Regions from separate parts of the Mus musculus genome. Here regions 2 and 3 are each linked to region 1. Evidence: chromatin contacts called from public HiChIP or PLAC-seq and promoter capture Hi-C data. All regions are on one chromosome and are shown on one strand. The core of a region is the stretch at or near the end of the contact, and the rest is flanking DNA. Distances in the headings are between cores, read along the strand shown.

Region 1 (3,832 bases), core at 371-2,870:
GGTAGTTCTGGCATTTAGGGCGTTACAAGTACACCCGAAATAAAAGCACGCTGTTGCAGCAGCTGTTCAGATACAGCAGGGGGTAATGTTTACTTAATACTTCAGGTTGATGGGGAATGTATCATAGTTCAGTCTGTCAGCTACATACGTGGAACTCCATTTATATACACAGCGATAAGATATGTTTGAATAACGACAGAGCCGGTCTATTCAACGGGTGTGAGTAATCAAGAATAAAGCTTTAAGAAAGAAAGAAAGAAAGAAAGAAAGAAAAAAGTCCTAGATGTTTGAGAAAGTTACAGAACAGACTGCATGAATAGCTTTGCTTATATTTGCAAACACTGTTTTCCAAATAGCTGGAAAAATGAACAGATTGTTCTAGGAGGTCGTCTTTCCAATTTGTTCCTAGTTTCCAGTCTGTTAATCACAAGATAGCACAAGGAGAGTCAGCTAAGGAGCTTTAACAGCTTCTATTGTCAGTTGGGCACAACCACCGTGAGATGAGACCAGGCAAAGCATTCCTGGAACCCCGCCTGAGGTCTTCTACTTTGACTTCCTTCAGTTCGCTTTTTGTGCTCACTGCAGCCACCGCAGGACCCTCTAAGGGGCATAATTGTCAAAATTCTCAAGGAGGAAGGTTTTCGCCAACGAGCCCAGCCCCGCCCCCTTTATTCTGTATCAACTTTTTTTTTTCCCTTTTCTTTTCTTTTAATCTCGATGGGAAGATCATCAAACACCAGAGACAGCAACTCGGGACGAGGCTGCAGAGGTCGAGAGTATCATAAGGACCGCAGTGCCTCAGCCTGGTCTGCCCATATGTCAGGGAATAGAGGGAGCTGCCTGACCAGGCCTGAGTCCCAAAGCGGAGGGGTTCAGATTGGGACTCTGGCACCTGCAAGGCTAGAAGCAGCAGATTTGTCCTGTCCCAGCCAGGAGCGCCATCTCCGGGTCCCAACGCCGGACCAGCGTACCCGAGGCATCGCCCGTCCCGCCTCTGCCCCTCCCCTGAGCTCCTGGTCCTCGGCCTGGCAGTCAGCCGCCCCGGCCACCTACCGGGGCTCAGGGCCACATAGAGGGGTGCCGGCTCTCGGCGGCCTCCGCCTCCTCCCGATCCATGGGCTCGGGGACCCCCAACCTTCTCTCCCCTCACGCAGAGGAGGAAGAAGGAAGTGCTGGCTCCCCACCCGGACAGCTCCCTCTTGCCTCAGCCTCCCTGGACAGCGACCGCGGCCGGAAACGCCGCCTCCTTCCCACCTCCCGGGGCTCAACCCGGAAACATACTCTTCACGCTGAGCCAGTCCTCCTGCCCCCACCCTCCGGAAGCGCAATTCCAGCCGCGAGCCCAAAAGTGGGAGGAGGGGCGGCGCTGAGGGGAGAGCTACGCACAAGCGAGGACGTCCGGGCCCTCAGCCTTTGGCCGCGAGCCCTTGCGGGGCGGCCCGCACCTTTCCTCCTTAGCTCGAGCACTCAGGCCCCAGACTCGGGCAATTGCCCACAAGCAAGATGGCCGCACCGGAGGCGCCCCCCTACTGCTTAGCGCCCTGCTGTGCCATTGGTCAGAGTGCGGAGTGAGCCCAGCGCCGATTGGTCGAGAGCGATGCGGGGGTGGGGGTGGAGCTGTAGCAGCCTGGAGCCAAGAGTGGGCAACGCGGCGTGAGCAGCAGCCCCAGGCTCCCGGAGCATCGCGCCCGGAGAAAGACTTCGCCGCTCGGGGCCGCAGCCTGGTGAGCTCAGCCCCCTTCAAGCCCTCCCCTGCATCTCAGCCGGAGCCTCTCCGAACCGGCGCTGATCGATGCCGAGACTCCCCAGGGACCCTATCGCGACTCCATCGTGCCATATCTCGACATCACCGTACCCTGTCGAGACTCCATTTTGTCACAACCCCTTTCAGTATTTATCTATCTACCTATATATTTTTTTAAATTTGCCCTATCATATTTGGGGGCTGTCCCCTTCATGTCGTGATTTCGCTGTGATCTCTCCGTGACATCACCGCGCCATCGTGAAGTGTGATCTCATCGCTGCCCTGTCGTTCGACTTCATCAATGTCGTGTTGTGACCTGGCTGCGGCGGGACAGGTGGTGACCGCCAGGATCCCTTCTCCCCTTCTCATCTCTCCATCACTGCAGCCCCGCTTCGATTATCCGGCTTTTGGATTCTGTTATCCTGAGAGCCACCCGACCCCTCTTTCCTTCTCCAGCCAGTGCCGGCACCCACAGGCTGTTAGCGGGACGGACAGGGAGAGTACAGGGAGCACAAGGGGTTAATGTTGCTGCTGCTGCAGCAGCAGCTGCAGCTCCTGCTCTTGCAGCCTCTGCAGCCTCTGCAGCCTCTGCCCGAGGGAGGGAAAGAAGAGAAGGCAAGGAGGCTGCGGGGGCGATTAAGAGCCCTGGCTGGAGGGGTGGGTCCACAGGGGAGTCTTCAAAGCCTTCTCTGGAGAGCTTGCCTTCTCACTCCTGCTGAAGCCAGTCTACTTTCTCTGAAGAAGGGAGGGGAAAGGAACCCTAGAATGTCCTTTTCTTCCTTGTCGGCGTGAGTCCGGATAATCGAACTTGACCCGTGTCTGTCTGCATTCCTCCCTGTCTGTCCTCACCGCTCACTCCTCGTGTGCCTCCTGGAGAGAGATAAAACCCGGTGTCTGGTGCCAGGGGCTGCTGAGCAGTTGGGCCAGCTCCTTCCCACTTCTAGACTGGTGAGGAAAGCTGTCCAGCTGAGCAGCGGCATGCATGGTCCTCATATCCCACTTTTCTGGAGGTGACCTTGGACCAGGGTCCCTTCTTCATCCTAAAGAATTTGTAGGTCCAGCCTCTTAAAGGGGCTCCCCCAAGGGAGGTCAGTCATGAGGAAGCCACCCTTCCAAATCCACCCCCCCTCCCTCTGTGCTAATCCCTCCCTACATCCTCCACTTCCACCCCCGCCCCCGCCCCTCCTCTGCAGAGGGATGCTCAGTCCCTCTTGTGTTCACAGTTGGGCAAGGCGGGCATCATGGCCTCGGATTGTGAGCCAGCTCTGAACCAGGCAGAGAGCCGAAACCCCACCCTGGAGCGCTACCTGGGAGCCCTCCGTGAGGCCAAGAATGACAGCGAGCAGTTTGCAGCCCTGCTGCTAGTAAGGACCTGGAAGGTGGGAGGGCTGGTCAGGAGGGCCCCCAAAGAATGGGGTCAGCAAGTCTCCAGGGGTATCTAAGTGGTATTGGCAACCCGGAGGTACCAAAAAAGGCCTGAGACCTCTACCTTTGTACTCTGTTCTCTTGAGAATGGGGGAAGGGGAGAAGAGGGGTGAATAAGACTGTGGCATGGGACCACGGAGGAGGCTGCCTGGATTTGCTTTTTGGGGCGTCCCGGAGCAGATGGGAGCTGACTCATAGGGTAACAGCAGCAGGTTGTAACTAGTGCAGAGTACTTGTGGGCCGGGGTAGCTTTTCCTCGACCTGAGAGAGTAACAGGATGGGGAGTAACTAGCAAGAGGTTCTGAGAGATGACCAGAGTGATGATCAGTATGTCAAAAGTAAAGGGTCTTAGTCTGCTAGAGGAACCCAAGCTGGGGACAGCAAAGCAGGAGCTGCAGTGCTTGGGGTGGGAGGGGGGGGATGAGTTGGTGTGTGGGGGGTGAAGGGAGGAGGGAGTGCAGCAGTTGCTTGTTTGCCATGGCAACAGGGAGAAGGCTCTGGAGTCAAGGGCTCACACTGCAGCAGAGGAGGTGTTTAGGCGAAACGTAAGGGGAAATGTTTTGACATGCGGAGCAACGAGACACAGGAGCCATTTCCCGTGAGAAGGTGTCGGAAATGGATCAGAGACTTCTCTGGAGAGAAGTCCTTAGGGAAGGACCCTGA
Region 2 (3,832 bases), core at 622-3,121, 610 kb after region 1:
GCCAAGACTACCTTTCATTGGTCATTATTATCGGGAGAAGGTGGGAGCTGGCATTCTTTTCCCACCCACACCTGCCCTATGAAGAGTGCTTAGCAGGCGGCGATGTGACGCCCAATAGCACCAAAGAGATTTGGGGGCAGAGGCAGTTTTTTGAAGGCCCTGAGGCAGTCCCATATCCAGTACTCTGGCCCCACGCTGAGGGGCCGGGTGTCAGTAATAGTGCATTCGTCCCAGCGTGGCCGTGGCTCCGGGCCCGAGCGTGCCACTGCCCAGCAGGTCTGGCTGCCCAGTGCGCCAGATCTCCCGCAGGATTCGTTCACGCTCCTCCAGCCGCTGTGCCCGCTCTAGCTCCTCTGCTGACGTGAAGACATTGACACTAAGGGGCCCGTCGGGCTCTGTGGACAGCTCCTGGCCCTGCAGCGTGTCATCGGGACCCAGCCTCGTCATGGTGTCCTCATCTTCCTCATCGTCCTCGTCTTCCGGCTCTAGGGTGCTGCTCCGGGGGTCCCGGCGCGGAGCAGGGGTCCGGGGTCGCGAGCGAGGCGCGCAGGAGATGCTGATGACCAGCAGGCATAGGGTCAGCAGCAGGCCGAAGCAGACGCCAAGCACGAAGTAGAGGCCGAAGCTCTCGGGGTTAGCTAGGGAGCAGGGAGCGGAGGTCACAGGGGGCCCTGACAGGCTGGAGTCGTCCCATCTGGGAGAGATCCAGGGTCTAGCTAGGCTTGGGGCAAGGAACGGAAGGGCTGCAAGGACAGGGTGAGCAGCTAGGAGTGGAGGGCTGCCTGGGTTATGATGGACGGGCTCCGTGCCCCCAGGCCTGGCCCTCACCTCTGATGTGCGCATAGGCTGCCAGGCTGTTGCTGAGTAGCTCCATGTCCCTTCTTGGGGCATCCATGCTGCTGGGATGCAGCTCGCCTGTCAGCCTGCGAGGTCACCCAGGTCAGGTCTTCCAGAGCCCAAGGCGCTCGCTCCTCGCGTAGCTCCTCCACCCTGGGGTGGTGGTGGGGCGAGGGAGCGGTTCGCCTCACTGGATCGCAGATCTGGACTCTGCTAGTCCTTGTTCCCCCGCAGACGCCTCTCCATCCCCGGGAGCGGCGGAGAGGGCGCACACGCTCCGCCCCCTCGTGGGGTCCCCAGGCGAGGCCCAGCGCACGGAAGGGCGAGGCGGTGCCTCGGGCTCCCCTTCCACCTCCCTCCTGCACCCCTCCACCCGCGGGGCCTCGGCCGGCCCGGCTCGCTCACCCGTCAGCGTCCCGCAGCCTCGCCCCGGCAGTGGCGTCTCCCCGGTGGCCGCATACACCCAGGCCGGGCCGCCCCGTCCGCCTTACCAGGTTCGCACGGCGGTGCGGCCGGACACCGCGACGGACCAGCCGGCGGAAAGTTTCCTCCGAGGAAAGAGGAGGGACGGGGCGGGGCGGGGAGGAGAGGCGGGGAGGAAGAGCGCCTGGAGGAAGGGGAGAGGGGGCGGCCCCTGCTCCCCTACAGGAAGCCGCTGGGGAGGGCGCTCACAGGGTCCGCCCCCGCCAGTACTAACAACAACATTAGTTACTAAACATCCCTAAGGCCTGGAGCCCCTGGCGGCAGGTTACCTCCCCTCCCGCTTCCCGTAGACATCCCTTCATTTAAGCCAGCCAACCCTGGAATGTGGCTACCATTAAATCTCCAATTTGCAAATGAAGTAAACTGAGTCAAAGATCTTGAAGACCTTTGCCACACGGTCAGGATTTGAACCCACAACGCTCTTACTCTAGCGCGCAGGCTCCAAACTACTTTCCTGTGCCTGGCTCCTCCTGGGATGAGGCGGGTCCAAACCCCTTCATCCTTCCAGACCTTCCTAGACCTAGTAGAGGCAGCCGGCACCCCCGCGTCCTTATTGGTTTTCCTCGGAGAAGGGATCTCTCAGCCCCTCCTCCCAGTGCCCTGGCTGAGTGTGTCCAGCTGCTGTGGTCACCCAAGGTTAATGATTGTCGGACTCGGCGGTGAGCCAGGTCCCAGCATATTGCAGACCCCAGCGGGGGCCTCGGCGCTAGGGAACAGCCTCGCTTGCTTTGCTAGCCGGACCTGCCCAGAGTCACACGTGTGCTTCCACCTGGGCTCAAGGCTGGGACCGAAGTGCGCTGGGGGGGATCTGCAGCTGGCCTCTTCTTTCTGCTTACTCTCCTGGCCAACCCCCTTCCCCTCCCTACGCTGGAGCTGGGGTGAGGGGGAGGCCTTCTTGGCGGGAATCTTGGGAAGGAGGAGGGAAAGAATGGCCAGAGGAAATTGCAGGCATAGCTGTAGGCGCTGCCTGAAGCCTGGAGGCCATTAACCCCTTCCCTGTTCAAGCTGCAGACCCCGACTCCTCCAAGCCCGCCTGGGTTCAAGTAGGGGTCAAGAGGAGATGGAGAAAGGACCAAGCTGGCTCAGACCTGGGTATTTTTGTGTTTAGTCTGCTTTGTAAGCATGCGTTGGCCCATGCGTACTTACCTATTTGCATATAATGCTGCCTCAGCATTTTAGTGTGGCATAAGTTCCAGGACAGCCAGGGCTATACAGAGAAACCCTGTCTCGAAAACCCAAAAAAAAAAAAAAAAAAAAAAAAAAAGGAATTGCAGAGGTCAGAGGTTACAAGCCCTCAGGAGGCAGGCATCTTCAAAGGGGCTGTGAGGTGTCATGAAGGTAGTGGAATGCATTAATGTGATGGAGAACATCTTGAGTAACTCTCACAGAGACGCCCCAGGTAAGAGCTCAGTCCTGAGGAGAGGGCAGCCATGCCAGGATCTCGGGGAGCCTGTCTAAGGCAGGATCAAAGGGTAGGATGGGAGCATGAGTGGAGTTTCTGGCATGCAGAGACGGAGCTAGCATGAGAGGTTCGAGGGGAAAGTAACTGATCGGAGACCACACAGGATTTGCAGATCACTCAGGAGCTTGGATTTCATTGGAAGTGAAGTGATAACCCCTGGAGGCTTAAGTTAGAGAGTGTCAGTCCCCACGCCACACATTGGAAAGACTCCTGAAGCTGCTCAAGATAGGCTTGGCCACAGCAGGGCAAGAGTGGAAGCAGAGGGCAGGGCGTGGTGGCGCACGCCTTTGAATCCCAGAACTTGGGAGGCAGAGGCAGGCGGATTTCTGAGTTGGAGGCCAGCCTGGTCTACAAAAAAATCTCAGAAAATTCACCATGTACCATGTAGACCCAAATCCCTTCCTGTCTCCAAAAAACAAAACAAAAAAACAAAACGAACAAACAGTAGAAGCAGAGAGAACAGTGTTGCAAATATTCAGGAAAGGAGTGGTCTGGGTGGTGGTGATGGTGGTGAAGAAGGAGGAGGAGGAGTTGGTAGTCTGAAGGGAGTTGCTGTGTGGACATAGTTTTGAGTGAAGATAGTTTTCGAGGCAGGCAAGACAAGATGAGATTAGCATCCTGGAAATAGGTGGGTCACCCAGTTCCAGAGAACAGGGAGAAGGGAGTCTGTCTAAAGCCTCAGCCCCTGAACCCATACATTAAGGGGTCTCCTCTACAGCAGACCAGCAAGATGAGAGGAAAACCAGGCAGGAGCAAGGATGGGACCCTCTGGGTTCTAGCAGGCAACATTTCAACATCATCAGTGATGCCTGTGGGTGAACATGGCCAGCCCTGTCCCTCCAAGGCATGTGTGGCTTAAACACATACAGAATAACTAGTACTGGGAATGTGTTGACAAACATGGCCTGCCAGCCACTTACATATTAGTGTGTGCTGCGGTTTAGCTTGTACAACTGTATGTAGTGAGGAGACTGGACCTGACTTTGTGTGGCACATACCTGTTCTCTGTGACATCCGCATGGCTATCCTGTGGGGTTTGACATGGGCTTC
Region 3 (3,832 bases), core at 447-2,946, 580 kb before region 1:
GAAGCGGCCTTAGCTCCTGTCAATGTGAGATGGACTTAGGACATATTATAGTATAAACACAATTCACCTCTTTAAAAACGGCAAAAGAGAGCACTCCGTCTCCCGGCAGGAACAAAGCCCACAGCAGCACACACGGCACCCTCCATGGGTTATAGGAAGTCTCCTCATACTTGAACATGTACAGGTTATTCTGGAAGGAGAACCAGAACCTATTAGCCTGGTGGACATGTGGGCAGTCGTGGTTGCACAATCTAGTGTTTGTTAGTGCCAGCCGTGAACACAGGAGCATGTCAGTGAATGGGTGGTAGGGCCCTAGGATTGGGTGAGCTCACCTGGGACAGGAGATGCTGGGCCTGGCCCAGAGCACCCACAGTACAGGCCTGATGGAAGGTATCCCAGGGACCAGGAAATGAGATGGGTGTCAAGGAAGCTGGGGGTGGAAGGTGCTTCAAGAAGAAAGGCGGGACTCTGTGACAGCTGTTTCAGGAGGTCACGGATTTATTACTGTGTGGGATTTAGCATCGTGGAGATCAGAGTTACCTTGACAAGGCTTTTCTTGTAGCACAGCAGGGACAGAAATCTTCTGGTGGGTTGAAGCATGAGTGGGAGGTGAGGAAATGGGACCAGGCATTTTGCTCTGAAGTCTAGGGAAATAATTGAGAATGAGCAGCAGGTGGCAGGGTCAGGGTCCCCCAATCCCATCACCCAGGCACATTAGCAGAGTCATCCAGAAAAAAAAAAAAAAAAAAAAAAAACAACAACAACAAAACTGGCACTGCCCAGCCATAGTGCTGATAATTGCTCTGCCCATAGCAAGCACAAGGTAGCCTCTGCCACAGGGCTTTGCCGTAGCCAATGCCAACGTCACTGAGGTCCCTGGAGTTGGCTCTGTTACTTCTATGTGTCCCTGGGTTTATCTCGGGGCCTCTCCTTTTCTCTTTTCAATGTAGATCAGAGATCTTTCCTTTGCGTGCTGTATGAATGATATGCAGCTCCTAAGAGAAGCAACCTTGTCTCAGGCGCTCCGCTCAGGCGAACGGGAATCCTTCTGGGTAGTAGGAGACAGTAACAGAGCCTCCTAATGTAGGCTGCCTTTTGTAGATCAGAAGCCCGCATCAATGGATATCGTCCCAGCAAGTGGAATGAATGGTTACCAGGGTCGGGCATCAGTCATCTCTGTCTAGACAGTGAAGCCTCGGGCAAGGTTGTGAGTAAGATCTGGGGATCCCAGGGAAACCCTGGATTTCCGTTCCTGGGGCGATAGGGCTTTTAGGATCTCAGTCCTGGCCCACGAATAAGACTGAACATCTTAGTCTCCAGAGCCCCTCAAGCGCAGGTCTCCCACCCTTCACAAGCTGGGCCTCCCACCCTGCTTCACACTCCTTTGGGCAGACTGGGTCATCTAAAATCTCTCCAAACACCATCCTTGCCCCTGAGATTTCTTTTCCTGGTTGTGTCCCTTCCGGTGGCCAGCACAGTGTGAGCCCCGAAAGACTGTCTCAAAGATACACTGCCTCCCTGGAAAATGCCATCAGGGATGCAAACAGGGCGGGAGGGGGGCCCCCAAGAGCGTACGAAAACTTTGAAACTTTGCAGCAGGCTGGGATCCAAATGGGCAGGGCGCAGACGGGGTATCCGTGGTAACCAGCGTAGGCGTGTCATTTATTGCCATCCCTACTGCCACGGCACTTAACAGTTTGCAAGGTGTTTCACACCCTAATGTCATTGCAGTCCTTGCAACAGCCCTGCCAGTGGCCACCAATGCCCCCATTCCACAGGCGAGCACGCGGAGCCTCCGCAAAGGAGCCTGCTGTTCCCTAGTCAGCGCAGCTGCTCCTGGATTAGAACTTGCATCCCTGAGGCGACTCCGGGCTCCTCCCCGGCCGCCCCTCCTCCACGCTGCCTCTGGCTGTGCTGGCCAGGAGCCTCACCGAGGCCACAGAGCTCGGCTTGGCTCCCGCCTCGTTCCTCCTCTGCTGTGGGTCTTGGGCACGTGGAGCCAGGCTCCCACGGTGGCGGCGCCGCTGACTGTAAGTACCGGGAAGGGGCGACAATCCAAGGCAGCTGAGAACCCCTCTCTATGGGGATCCCCTGGGGGGCTGGACTGGGGCCTGCCCACGCGCCCAGCATGGAGATTTAATGCTGCAGAAGCGCAGGGAAGGAGCACCCTAACCCAAAGCTCTGCTCCCCGCCCCCACTCCCACTTCCACCCCACACACTCATACATACACCAGCATTCTGGAGCAGGTGGCGGTTCCGGACACTGGAAGGTTCACAGAAGGGGACATACACACCCGCACGCGCGCGCGCGCGCGCGCGAGTCACAGGTTCACAAAGCTCCCAAACTGTCTAGAAAGGAAGGAAACGGGGCCCGGGGCCCAAGAGGGGAGCTATACCTTTGGGGCCAGCCACAGTGCTGCGGGGTAGAAAGAGATGGAGCGGTTGGGTCCCGCAGCTGGATAAAAACTGGATTAAAAAAATAGTAATAATCGTTCTAGTAGCTGGAAACGGGAGTTGGGGGGCAACAGGGGATCCAGAACCGGCTCTGCCAGTCCTCAGCACGGGCTAGGCGAGAAATTCTTTTCAGGTGAGTCTGTCTCGGGGTGTGTCTTAGAAGGGACTAGGTAGCCTGCACCAAAATGGGGAGCCCCAGACGTGGCATCCTTAGGGGGTACCGGGTGGAAGGAACTCCTCCTCCCCTTCACTCTCCTTGAGCACTCCCAGGAAGAGCCGGCTGGGGAGGGAACAGTCGAAGATTCTTGCAGTAATCCAAGATAAGAGATAAGGAACAGGGTTAGCGACATTACAGAATTCTCTTGGATTTCTCCCAGCTAGTAAACGCAGTCCTGGCATTTCCTGGGGGGTCAGAATCCAGGTGCTAATCTTTGGCCCTCCCTGGAAGGTTTAAAAGTAAGTGCCAGGACCAAACCCATAAGGGTCTTCACGCTCTAGGGCTTCCCAGATACCCCCATCTAGTCGAGAACTGAGATTCTCAAAAGACAGACCCTGTGGAGGGCAGCAATACTGCCATCTAATTCCTGGCTCGGTTGGTCCTCTGCCGTTCTGCCCAGCCCTCCCACAGCCTCTCTGAGAACTCCACTCTCAAGCTCTGAATTGAGTGTGCAAATCCAGTGCCTACTGAATGAACACTGAGTGATACCAAACTTGAAGCAGCCAGCCAGTCAAGTAGGCATGTTAATTGGACAGGCAGATGATAAATGGGAACAAAAACAAACAAACAAAAGACCAAGGTTTAAATTGCAAATTGAGTTTGAGGGCTACTAAAACCAAGGGAAACAGGAACAGACTGACCAGGGCGGGTTCAGACTCGAAGTAATTTGAGAACAGACCCTAAGGGGATATTGGAACAGAGATGCCTCCTTAATGAGTAGGGTAGAAAGGAAGAGCATTCCAGGCGGGAGGAATCAAGGCCAGGTCTGAGCAGAGAGAGGCAAGGTAAGAGTATGTGTGTGTCAGGGGGCTGGGGAATGCCGGGACTATAGACTTGGGTTTGGAGGTAAGAACTAGTAACAAGTTTTTTGGGTTTTTTTTTTTTTTTAGATTTATTTATTATATGTAAGTACACTGTAGCTGTCTTCAGACACTCCAGAAGAGGGCTCCAGATCTCCTTACGGATGGTTGTGAGCCACCACGTGGTTGCTAGTATTCGAACTCAGGACCTTCGGAAGAGCAGTCAGCGCTCTTAACCACCAAGCCATCTTTCCAGCCCCTAGTAACAAGTTTTAAGAAGGGAGGGATGTAACCATGATTTCATGAGCTACAGAGTGCAGAGAATATCTCAAAGGCCTATGAAGGACCGAGGCGGGAAGAT

Evidence for each region. HiChIP or PLAC-seq counts read pairs in DNA pulled down with a chosen protein or histone mark. Capture Hi-C pulls out chosen DNA fragments and counts their contacts.
Region 2: a contact with region 1 is called in an H3K27ac HiChIP or PLAC-seq map of extraembryonic endoderm stem cells, with 3 times the contacts expected there. The contact joins the promoter of Eva1b here to the promoter of Ncdn in region 1. A contact is called at or near these places in 1 of 115 datasets of contacts at active chromatin or transcription factors (extraembryonic endoderm stem cells) and 1 of 9 other capture datasets (liver).
Region 3: a promoter capture Hi-C map of pancreatic islet shows a contact between it and region 1. The contact joins the promoter of Gjb3 here to the promoter of Ncdn in region 1. A contact is called at or near these places in 1 of 39 promoter capture datasets (neural stem cells), 2 of 484 Hi-C or Micro-C datasets (both in embryonic stem cells), 2 of 115 datasets of contacts at active chromatin or transcription factors (embryonic forebrain and large pre-B cells) and 1 of 9 other capture datasets (pancreatic islet).

What each region holds. Positions count from the first base shown.
Region 1 is chr4:126,751,217-126,755,048 of GRCm38.p6, reverse strand. Ncdn (neurochondrin) reads left to right here and starts at 1,620. Exons shown (of 7, transcript NM_011986.4): 1 at 1,620-2,078; 2 at 2,968-3,108. The coding sequence starts at 2,046. It overlaps AU040320 (expressed sequence AU040320), which reads right to left and starts at 1,279. Exons shown (of 21, transcript NM_133886.2): 1 at 1,054-1,279.
Region 2 is chr4:126,146,042-126,149,873 of GRCm38.p6, reverse strand. It overlaps Eva1b (eva-1 homolog B (C. elegans)), which reads right to left and starts at 1,871. Exons shown (of 3, transcript NM_172145.3): 1 at 1,243-1,871; 2 at 829-923; 3 at 1-638. The coding sequence starts at 895. The coding sequence ends at 211.
Region 3 is chr4:127,328,700-127,332,531 of GRCm38.p6, reverse strand. Gjb3 (gap junction protein, beta 3) reads left to right here and starts at 1,696. Exons shown (of 2, transcript NM_001160012.1): 1 at 1,696-2,030. Gm40251 (a long non-coding RNA gene) reads right to left here and starts at 3,169. Exons shown (of 4, transcript XR_868156.3): 1 at 2,397-3,169; 2 at 541-644; 3 at 68-190.